Regions from separate parts of the Triticum aestivum genome. Here region 1 is linked to region 2. A link is a contact called in public Hi-C data. All regions are on one chromosome and are shown on one strand. The core of a region is the stretch at or near the end of the contact, and the rest is flanking DNA. Distances in the headings are between cores, read along the strand shown. Region 1 holds the start of LOC123161068 (F-box protein At5g07610). Region 2 holds the start of LOC123156892.

Evidence for each region. Hi-C and Micro-C count contacts between places; a contact is called where the count stands out from the background.
Region 1: a Hi-C map of leaf shows a contact between it and region 2, with 2.8 times the contacts expected there. The contact joins the promoter of LOC123161068 here to the promoter of LOC123156892 in region 2. A contact is called at or near these places in 2 of 5 Hi-C or Micro-C datasets (both in leaf).

What each region holds. Positions count from the first base shown.
Region 1 is chr7B:23,930,744-23,937,390 of IWGSC CS RefSeq v2.1, forward strand. LOC123161068 (F-box protein At5g07610) reads right to left here and starts at 3,609. Exons shown (of 2, transcript XM_044578925.1): 1 at 3,434-3,609; 2 at 1,937-3,330. The coding sequence starts at 3,304. The coding sequence ends at 2,129.
Region 2 is chr7B:23,776,204-23,782,437 of IWGSC CS RefSeq v2.1, forward strand. It overlaps LOC123156892, which reads left to right and starts at 3,438. Exons shown (of 4, transcript XM_044575087.1): 1 at 3,438-3,661; 2 at 3,785-4,339; 3 at 5,131-5,316; 4 at 5,447-5,871. The coding sequence starts at 3,821. The coding sequence ends at 5,728.

The DNA.
Region 1 (6,647 bases), core at 2,359-4,858, 150 kb after region 2:
TAGTTTCAGGCTTAGATCCAACACTGGAACTGAACATGACACGGAGGGAATCAAGCAATTTTATTGATGGAATCAACAAGAATTCACTTATGATGCTTTAAATTTCAGACATCTAACAGAAAAGAATAACTTTGCTTCACTAGTGCTGATCATTTTAACATTGACAGGAGCAAAGGATTAACAAGACAGGAGCAAAGGGACATAAACTCCCATGCCCTATTGTTCACCAGTATGTCAATGGTAAGAAAAGATCTTACCACACTGACAAGAGGAGTAGAACATGTATTCCCACCCATGTTTTACTGCACGTAAGATTACATAGTTTGAATGCACAAAAAGTCTCAACATAGAACACAGATAGTACAATCATTGTAAAAGAGGGCATGCACCAACAGCCTAACACAACAATCTGGAAATCACAAACATCAATCATGATACAAATTAATGACAGCCCCCACAAAGTTAAACAGTAAATGCTGTTGCAGCATCTGCTGCTGGCAACCATACACATAGCTAGAGTCACTAAATTAACTGGAACAGATGGCCACATAAAGTGCAAAAAAGAGGTTAGAGAGTACACTCGGCAACAGAAGAGAAGTAACACAACATCAGAAAGATTTAACCAAACAGCTGCTGTTATTACTTGGGACCTATGATTCACCATTATCTAAAAGGTCAACAATGGAACAGCAAAATGCGAGCCAGATTATCAGTGCCAATCTGCCAATGCCTCCGAGTACAAGGGAACATAAGGAAGATAGGGCTCCATGGAACCCTGTCCAAGATCATTGATGAAATGCACTTTCCCACTATCAATTTCGTAAGACATCAGTACCTTGTCATGCCCATAAACCAGGAAATTTGTGTTTTGTCGTGGGTGGAGGGTGACAATATGGTACTCATGTCCCAGCCGGACATTCTTCACATAGATTCACATACCTGATACTGTGCTCCAAGACCCACGCTTCACTGCCTTAGTCCTCGAGAACCCAGATCGACAGTTTATAAAGATCATGCTGATCACTATTTGCCAGATACAAGCGCCCTCGAGACAGGTCAATGAACCCGACATCAACTTCCATTATTGGGGCGTCCTCATCGTCTGGCATAGGAATAGCCCTCCAAGTAGTTCCCTCCACGTCCAGTGCCACCACCTCAGACTCGACGGCAACCAAATGCAGAAAACCATTGACAAAGACACTTCTAGAATCACTCACAATCGACACACGCCTTGGATTTTCGACGCATATATTTCATTATACTGTAATATAATACCCATTTGCACCTGAACTCACAATCTGCAAAGTATGTTATTTAATACCCATTTGGACCTGAGGCATCAGCGGGGACAGACAACAGTTAAAAGCATCCATCGGCAAGGTATCCTCTTTCAGTAGGGTGGTGGTTAGAGTTGAATAAACACATGAAGATCAGGCATTGCAGCTAAATACAGCAGGAAGTGAAACAGGCAATTTTCTAGATCAAATCGACCAAAGGTTAGTTTCAGACTTGGGATCGGATCCGACGCTGGAACTGAATACGACATGGAGTGAATCAAGCAGTTTTATTGATGGAATCAATAAAATTTTACTTATGATGCTCTAAACTCCAGACTAAACAACATCTAACAGTCTAACAGAAAAGAATAGCTTTGCTTCACTAGTGCTGATCATTTCAACATTGGCAGGAGCAAAGGAACATAAACTCCCATGCTCTACTGTTCACTACAATGACGAGAGGAATAAAACATATATTCCCTCCCATGTTTCACTGCACATACGATTACATAGTTTGAATGCACAATAAGTTTCAACATAGATTAAAACAGGGCGTATGCCTACGGCCCAACACAACAATCTGGACATAACAAACATCAATCATGATACAAATTAATGATAGCCCCATGAACTCATAAAGTAAAGATTGACTCGAATGCTGCTAGCAAAACATAAACATATATGTTTAGTGGAGCAGGTACCGTTATTAAGTTAACTGGAATAGATAGCCCCATAAAGTGAGGTTACAAGATACACTCGACAACAAAAGAGAAGTAACACAATACTTGGGACCTATGATTCAACATTATCTGAAAGGTCAAGAATAGAACAGTGATATGCAAGGCAGACTATCAGTGCCAATCTACCAATGCCTCTGAGTACAAGGGAACATAAGGAAGATAAGGCTCCAGGGAATCATGTCCAAGATCGTGGATGAACTGCACTTTCCCACTATCCATTTCATAAGACATCAGTACTTTGTCATGCCCATAAACCAAGAAAATCGTGTTTCGTTGTGGGTGGAGGGCGACAATATGGTACTCGTGTCCCAGCTGGACATTCTTCACTCCAAATAGATTCAGATACCTGACACTGTGCTCCAAGACCCACGCTTCACTGCCGTAGTCCTCGAGAACCCAGATCGACAGTTTATAAAGATCATGCTGATCACTATTTGCCAGATACAAACGCCCTCGAGACAGGTCAATGAACCCGTCATCAACATCTATTATGGGGGCGTCCTCATCGTCCGGCATAGGAATATCCCTCCAAGTAGTTCCCTCCACATCCACTGCCAGCACCGCAGACTCGACGGCGAGCAAATGCAGAAAACCATTGACAAAGACACTTCTAGAATCACGCACTATCCTAGGTAGGAAGTCCCAACCGGTGTCCTTGTGACTCCAGGCCCCGGTTTTGGACGAGTAGATGTCAACCGCTCTGACGAACCCGTAAGCATCGTCATCATCGTCGGCATTTGCATGTGCAGCCCCATCCTCCACGAACTGGAACACATGGAAGTGCGAGGAGACGGCCGGGTCGAACCCCAAGCGAGCTGTCTGCATCTTGCTGAAGATGCCGGGCAAGGCGACCCATTTCTCCGTGGCAGGATTGCACACCACGTAATAAAATGCCCCCGCACCAAAGGTCTTGAAGCGGCGGCAGAGGAGTAGGCCGTTGCAGCTGTCCAGAAGGTGGAACTGATGACAGTCAGGCAGGAAGGGGAGCGAAGGACGGATAGGAGCACGGCCTCCCGCCGAGACATGGGTGAAATTGTCAGTTGAGAAATAGCCAGTGCTGGGGCCGCGGCTCGAGTAGAGGAAGCCAGCGAGGTCATGGAGATGGTACTGCGGCAGCGCCTTGCGGTGGTCGGGGTGGGAGATGATGCCGCGCCACCGCTTGGAGACGCACTTGAAGCGGCACAGCGACCTGTACGGCACGCGCGACAGGATCTCGACGAGGAGGTCTTCGGTGAGCTTGTCCGCCGGATTCCGCCGCCTGCTAATGTCCCTGGATCCGTCCGCCATCGCCGTGGGGAGAGGAGGCACTCAATCTGCGAACGGGGGCGGGGGAGGAGAGATTGCAGATCCGTCGACATGGGTGAAGGGAGCAGGAAGGAAGGAAGAGAGGATCTACGAAGAGTGTGGCGTACGTACCAGACGAGAAGCGAGTGACGGCGAGGAAGCCCGTTTGAGGTGCTCCCGTCCCCGCCGGCGAGGCTTTGGGTGCGCGGCGGCGGCGGCGAGGCGAGGTGAGTTTTTTTTTTTTAGGGATCGACGTGAGGTGTGGCGTGGAAATGGAAGACAGGCGAAGTGAACGAGGAGTGCTGCTGTGTTGGGCTTTTGTCTAGTTTTCAGCCTGCACCTTATAAATCACTTAAATAACTCCTCTCTTCTCAGATGCTGACAAATGTTGCATTATATGTACGTCACTTGTTACAACCTATTTTTTCCCCTTTTCTATAGATTTATTTATAAAATGTTTTATCCCTTGACCATGCGGTTCAACCGTTGGATTTTTTGCGTCGAGGTCTTTAAAACTAGGTCCAGTGTTAATAGGTTTCAACGAATTTTTTAAAGAAAAATCCGAAGCCGAAAATAAAACCTGGGAAGACCCCCTAAAAAAACAAAATCCAGGAAAAAACACAAAAAAGTCAAAACGGAACAAAAACACCAAAGCCTAGAGGCAAAAGCAGAAAAAATAACATCTACAATCCAAAAATGCATATTATTATTTTTCGAAAATCCACATAAGCGTCCAACATGCAACATGTGGCGGCAGTGGGTTGCACCACTTGGCACGCTCCCAGACTATAAAAGTGGACCTTGCGGGCAGGAGAGAAGACAGGGGGACGAGCAAGGGCCAGGCCTCCTATTTGGTGCCTAGGTCGCTTAAATCACTCCCCGTCTTCTCAGATGCTAACAAATGTCGCATTGTATGTACGTCACTTGTTACAACCTATTTTTTATTATTATTTTCTATTTATTTATTTATTTAAATGTTTTATCCTTTGACCATGCGGTTCAACCGTTGGATTTCTCGCATCGAGTTCTTTAAAACTAGGTCCAGTGTTAATATGTTTCAAGGAACTATTTTTAAGAAAAAAAAACAAAAACCAAAAAAAACCCGTAAAAAACTAAAATCCAGAAAAAAACAAAAAGGGGAAAATGGAAGAAAAAACTCAGAGCCCAGAAGTATGGTTGCAGTTACACTTTTCTTAAGGCACATATTGTGTTTTTTCCTTTTTTTGTTGGTGCCGGGGGGTGGGGGCATAGATTGTCCAAAACCTAGGAAAATCAGGCAAAAGCCAAAAAAAATTCTACAATCCAAAAATGCATATTTTTTTTTAAATCCACAGAAAGCGTCCAACATGCGACATGTGGCGAAAGTTGGATGCACCACTTGGCACGCTTCTAGAATATAAAAGTGGACCTTGCGGGTAGAAGCGGAGACGGGGGACGAGCAGGGGCTAGGCCCCCCCCCCAATGATCGACGATTGTTTTACCACCTATGAGTAATTAGCGTTAGGATTGGTTTTTTTAGACAAGCGTTAGGATTGGTTAATAAACGTATTCGCCCCCCCCCCCCCCCCCCAACTTAAAAATCTGTAAAAGGAAATGGACCCATAATAAAGCCCAATCACACTTATGGCCTCCGCTCTTCCTAGTACTACCACATGACGTTATTACCCTAGCCCCCGACGTCCTTAACGCATGATTTGAGGGGATTAGGGCTGGCCCACTAGCATGCCGCCCCAGTTTCTTTTTAATTTATTTGTTACGAAAATAAAAATATGAAATCAAAAAGGTTTATAGATTTAAAGTAAAAAGGTTCATTCGTTTGAAAAAAAAATCATATCTTTAAAAAAGTTCATCAATTTTTAAAAAAGTTCATCAATTTGAAAAAATGTTCATTCAAATTGAAAAAAAGTTCATCCAATTTAGCAAAAGTTCATTAAGTTTCAAGAAAGTTCATAGAAATTCAAAAAAAGTTCATTTATTTTTATAAAAAGTTCATTGAACTGAAAAAAACTCATAGATAAAAAAAGGTTTATCCATTTTCCAAAAGATGTTCATCAAATTTCAAAAAAGTTCATCAATATTCGAAAAAGTTCATTGATATTCAAAAAAGTGCATCAATCTGAAAAAAACTGTTGAAATTTTTAAAAAAATCGTAGATATTCAAAAAAATTCATATAATTTTTAAAAAAGAAAATGTCAATCGACAGCTAGATGGGCCGGCCTATTTACGGACGCCACAGGCGCCAGTTAACGAAAATGCACGTTAACTGGTGCCTCTGGCGCCAAATAGGAAATGCCTCTTGCGCTCCCTGCCCAAGATCAGATTTGACTCTGATTAAATCAACAAACACCGACTCCAAGATGAGCGACCTGCAGACTACACTCTGTCAATTCTCAGCTTAGAGCATCAGTACTGTCTACTAATCTTTTTCTGCGGATAATCTCTCTCAACTCTCATATTAGATGCATAGAAATTTCTATATCCAATTGTAGTTATTTTAATGGTGATTTACGATGCTAATTCATTTTAAATTTCTTTTGTTTGATCTGCTTAGAGGTCATAAAAATAAAAGCGCCCCAAACATCACAAACATTAATTCAATCTTTATGCATATTGTTTTGAGTTCTCTGCCTACTGATATTCTTAATGGGGCTAATGTGCAAGTTATCAGTCCCGATCCAATTGAAGCCGTCTGCTGAATTGCATGATAATCTACACTGAAAAGGGAATTATCTAGCAATTAGGGCATCTTCTGCTGATTTTTTTGTAATTTTAATCTTACTGGCAATTGCAGGGTAAACTTTAACTAATACAAATTGAAGTATACTTTAATTGCGTCGAAGTGACACATCAATATGGTATTACCTTAAAAAAATCCTTGAGTTTTTTTTCTTGTATCAAGTTTACTTGGCCCCCCTATACCCAAATCTTGGCTTCGCCCCTTGTAAGGGCATATTTCTTCCTAAATGGTTTTGGTGATTGATGACAATGCATTTACGGACTAATCGTGTGTATTGAGCATTTCAGGTATCTCATGTATAGGCACAAGACGATTTCGTGCCCCTCGGAGTTCATTCAAAGACGACATTTCTCTATGTTTCTTTTTGGTGAAATTGAGTCATAGGAAACCCATACTATTAAGAGGGGTCCGCTTCGGAAAGGTTAGGGTGGAATCAACACGTACACATCTGTTCCTTTGCACCACATTTCCTTGCATTTTGGAGCTCCAGTTGTTTCCCTTGTCATCGCAAAGAATGTTGGCCTCCCAAGTGCTACCGATCTGTAGCTCACGGTAGTACTGCTTAAGGGAGCAGTAGTACCGCAATGGGCCACGGTAGTACTGCCCAG
Region 2 (6,234 bases), core at 2,188-4,687:
CGAGAAAAAAAATAGTTTGAATTGTTGTGCAATATTCAGTTTAACCCGACGTTGTAAACATGTTCCATTCACGAATTGCATTGCGAATCTTGAACCAAACGCCATCTATATGATAACCTAGATGGTTTGGAAAATTGCATGAAAGATGAGCACATGATAGTGAGAGCTATACAGGGATTGAAATCCCACACGGTCCATGTGAAAATCATCTAATGATCCACACACCACAATTCCATATGTATTGTTCATATATTGTAACATTATGCGGATTAGATGGTTTTTACTTAGAGCTATTTGTTACTTCTAGAATATATGTTACATTAGTGTGCCTACTTTTAAATATTGAATTGAGTGAACCATACCACAAAAATTTATACATTTAGAACCAAAACGACAAACACATGTTGTAGATTACAGAAGAATTTGAGTTTGGTACGAATTCACGGGAATATTTTTTATCATTCTTGTGTATGCAGATTTGGAGTGTTTATCATCCTTGTGTATGTAGATTTTGTGTTGAAGCTCCATGAGAATATATTTTTATCATCCTTGTGTATGTAAATTTGGAGCTGAAGCTCCATGATGTGACATATATAAGTCATTTCATATCCATGTTCCCCAATATGTGCTCCATCACAATGTTTTTTAACATTTTCTTTTGCTTCGACACAAAATGATAAAGTCTTTGGAGAAAACAAGTTCAAGACCACAAAGTTAGAAAAAGAGTTACCACCCAGGCGAGGAACGTGAAACGTGGAAGGCAATCATATATACCAGTCTACATCAAGGTATATTCATCAATTCGTCAAGCCATTTGACCTCACGTGATGTGTCGCTATTCACACAAGAAAATCGTTCTTGGTAGAGAATTGTGTATCAAAGAGAACTTGAATTGTAAAGTAAATGACCGACTAGCAGAGAGCCCAACGAATTCCGGAATAGAATGTGATATGCCCATTGGAATATGTACAAATGGAGTAAAAAAATACATATCACTAGAGGAAATGTTTTCTCAGCGCAAATCGAACTCCACTCATAATGACTGTCATTGCAATCTATAGTTAACCAAATAAGTTTCAACTACCGTCGAATATAAGGTTTACACCGACAACACAAAACCTTTTACATCTACACATGGCATTGCGAGCCTTGAGCCGAACGCCAGGTAAGAGGTAACCCAACTGACGTGGAAATGACTCAAAACATGACGTAAAAGAGCATGAGAGATAAAGTCTTTGGAGCAAACCGGTTCAAGATCCTGAAGTTAGAAAATAGTTATTACTCAGCAGAGGCACATGATTCATCAATCCATCAAGAAAATTGACCTCATATTTTTTTCACTGTTCACCAGAAGCTTAATCAGCCTTGAAAACACATGAAAATACTTCTTCTCGAAGTTGATTGTGTATCGAAGGGAGACTTGAATCATAAAGTAAGTGATTGACTAGCAGAGAGCCAAAAAATCCCCTGCTTGACTGGGATATGCCCATTTGAATCGTACAAATGGAGCCGAAAGTGCATATTACTAGAGGAAATGTTTTCTCAAGGCAACCTAAGCTCCACTCATAATGACTGTCATTGCATTCTATAGTAAACCAAATAAGTTTTCACTACTGTCCAATATAGGGTTTGCACCGATGGTGCAAAACCTTAACGTATACGTATGACATTGCGAAGGTCAAGCCAAGTGCCAACTAAGAGATAAATTCAAGATGCGGACATGACTTGAAACACGACACTGAGAGCATGAGAGATAAAGTCTTTGAAGCAAACCGGTTCAGGATTCTGAAGTGAGAAAATAGTTATCACTCAGGAGAGGAACATGAAATGTGGAAGGTCATCCCACCAGTCTACATCGAGCCATATTCATCAATCCGTCCATCAAAGTGACCTCACATTTTTTTCATTATTCGCTAGAAGCTTAATCAACCTTGAAAACGCAAGAAAATCCTTCTTGTCGAAGAGGATTGCGTATCAAATGGAGACTTCAATCATAAAGTAAACGATCGACTAGCAGAGAGCCAAAAGGGTTCCCTGATTGAATGAGATATGTCCATTGGAATTGTACACACGGAGTTGGAAGTGCATATCACTAGAGGAAATGTTTTCTCAACGCAACCCGAACTCCGCCCATAATGACTGTCATTGCATTCCATAGTAAACCAAATAAGTTTCCACTACCGTCCCATATAGGGTTTGCACCGACAGTGCAAAGCCTTAACATGTACGCATGGCATCGTGAACGTGGAGCCAAATGCCAACTAAGAGATAACTTGGGTGGCGTGGAAATGTCTCGAACCATGTCGTACGAAGCACGAGAGATAAAGTCTTTGGAGCAAACCGGTTCGAGATCTTGAAGTTTGAGAAATAGTTACCATTCGGGAGAGGAACATGAAACGTGGAAGGCTATCCCACTAGTCTACATCGAGCCATATTCATCAACCCGTCTAGCAAATTGACCTCACATAATTGTGTCACCATTCACCAGAAGCTTAGTCAACCTTGAGACAGGGAAGAAAATCCTTGTTGTCGAAGAGGATTGTGTATCAAAGAGAGCTAGAATCATAAAGTGAATAATCGACTAGCAGAGATGTATGAGGATTCCTAAATTGAATGGAATATGCCCATTGAATTTTTTACTCATGGAGTCGGAAGCGCATACCAGTGAATCAAATGTTTTCTCCGCACAAACCGAAACTCCATTCATAATGTTTGCCATTTCATCCTATATAGTAAACCAAATAAGTTTCAACTATCGCCCAGTATATTTTGCTTCCACCGACAGTGCAAAAACCATTACGTGTACGCTTGGCACTGCGAACGTCGAGCCAAAACGCCAACTAAGAGATAACCTGGATCGACATGGAAATTTCTCGAAAGACGACGCCGAGAGCACGAGAGAGCTATCCGGGGATAGAGATCCCACCCGATACATGCTAGACTCATCGACGCAAGCGCCACGAACCCTATGTGGTGGGCTTCGTCAGCCAGAACAACTGCACCGATCGATGCATACGGACACAACTTAAGATGGATGTGTGCACGCTAGTTCTTTCACGTCGCCAACCTCTGCACCGATCGATGCACACGACTTAAGATGAACGCGTGCACGCTAGCCCTTTTGCATCGCCGAGCCCCAACCTCTGCATCGGTCGACGCACACGACTTAAGATGGACTCGTGCATGTTAACTTTTTTTTAGAGGTAGAGTGTGGAAAGGGCCTCGAAAAAAAAAAGAATAGGGGGAGAGGGGAGGGAGGAGTGTGTGTGACCGGAGGCTGGGTGACACGCACGCGCGCCCTCGGTCCCGGCGCGGGAGGAGACATTCTCTGCGCTGCCGACACTCCAATAAACCATTCACCCCACGGCGCCGCGAAATCTCACCACCACCTACCTACTGGCTACTGGATCCATCACCTGCTCCCCGCACGCGCCACCGCACACCGCCGCAGAGGATCCCGCGCGCGGAGGTTGGCCCGGCCCTTTCCGGCGCGTTACCGCTCCCGTCCCCCTCTTTTAGTGCTCCCTCCCCTGCCACTGCTCCACTCCACCCCACCCCCGCTCTGCCTCCGCCTCCCCCTCCTCCCCGCCGCCCCACCACCACCACCTTCACTCCCCTGCTGCCGCCTCCGGGAGCTCTCATCTGCCTTCTCCCGCCGCAGGTACGATCCGGCCGGGCCGGAACCCAAAACCCTCCCGCAGAGCCGCGGTCTGCTTCTCGTTTTTTTCCATTTTCGCTCTTTCGGTTTTCTTGATCGTGGGCGCTCGCCGGTGTCTCGTGGCAGGATTCCGGACTCCGGAGGAGGACGGCAGCGGCGGAGATGATGCACGGCAAGTCGGACTCGGACATCACGAGCCTGGCGGCGTCGTCGCCGCCGCGGTCGCCGAAGCGTGGCGCGGGGGCCGGCGGCGGCGCGTACTACGTGCAGAGCCCGTCGCGGGACTCGGCGCACGACGGCGGGGGCGCCGGCGGGTACAAGTCGTCGTCGATGCAGGCGACGCCGGTGTACAACAGCCCCAACGAGTCCCCCTCGCACCCGTCCTACGGCCGCCACTCCCGGGCCTCCTCCGTCAGCCGCTTCTCCGGCATCCTCCGCGGCGGCAGCGGGCGCAAGGGCGGGGGCGGGGGCGACCTCAAGGCGGTGAACGCCAAGGGGTGGCCCGAGTGCAGCGTCATCGAGGAGGAGGGCTCCTACGAGGGCCTCTCCGGCGGCGACAGCGGCCTCTCCGGCCGCTGCAAGCTCGCGCTCGCCTTCGTCAGCTTCCTCCTGCTCTTCACCGTCATCTGCCTCATCGTCTGGGGCGCCGCCCGCCCCTACGAGCCCGACGTCCTCGTCAAGGTAGTACACCCATACTATATCCATTCATCTCATGCATCCACCGTGTTTGTTTTACTTCCTCTGCACACTCTGAACTGAATTTTCCTACATGATAATATGACATGAATTCAAACATCAATTGCTCCAGTTTCACTTGTGTCTCCGGGTAGATTGAATTTAAACATCAATTACATTACTAATTTAATTTAAATCTCCGGGTAGAATGGTTAGCAAAGACTCTGAATTGTGCAGACAATTTTTTTTACTGGTAGATCCATTCGAGCTTTGTTTTCTCTACAATTGGTTCCTTACTCTGAACACGAAATCAAAGGGTATTTGTTTTTTACCATTAGTAATGTAAATCCTGTTAATCGAAGGCAAAGCACCGCTGACTGAAGAACAAACAGCTTCTTCGCTGGGCATTTTCTGACCCCATCTTCGAAAAACCAAACTTCGTTGGACGTTAGTGTTAGGCCACTAAATAAATAAATACTATACAGAGAGAGAAACATAAAACAATGACCACGAGGCAAGATAAATTTATTTTCTTCGTTGTGCTGTTTATGATGGAGATGTTGTCGGCTGCCACTGCGGTCAGCCCAGCTTGTCGACTGTCTCACTCGCATTTCCAAACCCTCCCCTGTTCACAAAAAAGTTTCACAGTAGTTATAAAACACAGTACAATGTACTACCTTTGTACCATAGTGGTACGGTGAACTTCTGCTGCGGATCTGAATTTCTCAGTGTGAAGGTTCTGTAAAAAATGTTCTACTACTAACCAGGAGCCTGTTTTTTACTCTGTTTCTGCGCAGAGCATAGCCATGGACAACTTCTATGCCGGAGAGGGCACAGACCACAGCGGGGTTCCAACCAAGATGGTCACGCTCAACTGCTCCCTCAACATGGTGGTGTACAACCCTGCGTCAATGTTCGGAATTCATGTCTCCTCGGGCCCTGTCCGCCTGCTCTATTCGGAGATCGCCATCGGGGTTGGACAGGTATGCCCATCCATCAGCGTCCCCTGCCCCTTTTTGGTTTCTGGGTAACAGCCTAGAGAGAGGTGCCTGTTGTCGGCGCTTCTTCTTCTTCCTGGCAACTCATTTGTCCGTTTCTCCTATGTGAACGCAGGTTCACAAGTACTACCAGCCGAGCAAGAGCCACCGGCTGGTGTCGGCGGTGATCCACGGCGAGAAGGTGCCCCTCTACGGCGCGGGGGGCGGGCTCTCGCTGTCCGGCAACGACGTGACGGTGCCGCTGACGGTGGACTTCGAGCTCGTCTCCCGGGGCTACGTCATCGGCAAGCTGGTGCGGGTGACGCACAGGGTGCACGTGTCGTGCCGCATCAGCGTCGACGCCAAGAGGGCGAGGACCAGGATCCCCAAGAAGGCCTGCGCCGTGTACAAGGCCTGATTCCGGCGAACCATTTTCCTGTTCCTGCAGCTAAAAAGCATGTATTTACTGTTCTGCTGAAGAACAATAAACATGTACTGGTAGTATATATAAGGAACCTGTTTGAGCTTCGGTTTTGTTTATATAAGTTACTCTCTTGTGCCGCGGCGGTTTTGTCTATGAGGGATGAGGCAGTGGTTGTACCTATGTGTGGTGTTAGGGTTTGGTTGGGTGCAAGATAGTAGTAATGTCATCCTGTCTGCAACTTCGCATCTAGGTTGAGAGACTAGGATTGGTTTTGTTGCTTCATATTTTCAGAGAAACTCCCATTGTTTTACAGGAAGAAAAGAGATCCATCCAGGTAGCTGGGGAGCAATATCACCGCCACATGGATAGATCAATGTGCTCATCAGCGCATGACCTGAAGATGGATTTTGGGTCTGGTCACCTCACTTGGAGAGGTTACATCATTTGGTGTTTGTTTTCGAGCCTTGTGGTTTACTCGCTCCCGAGCTTCCTCAACATTA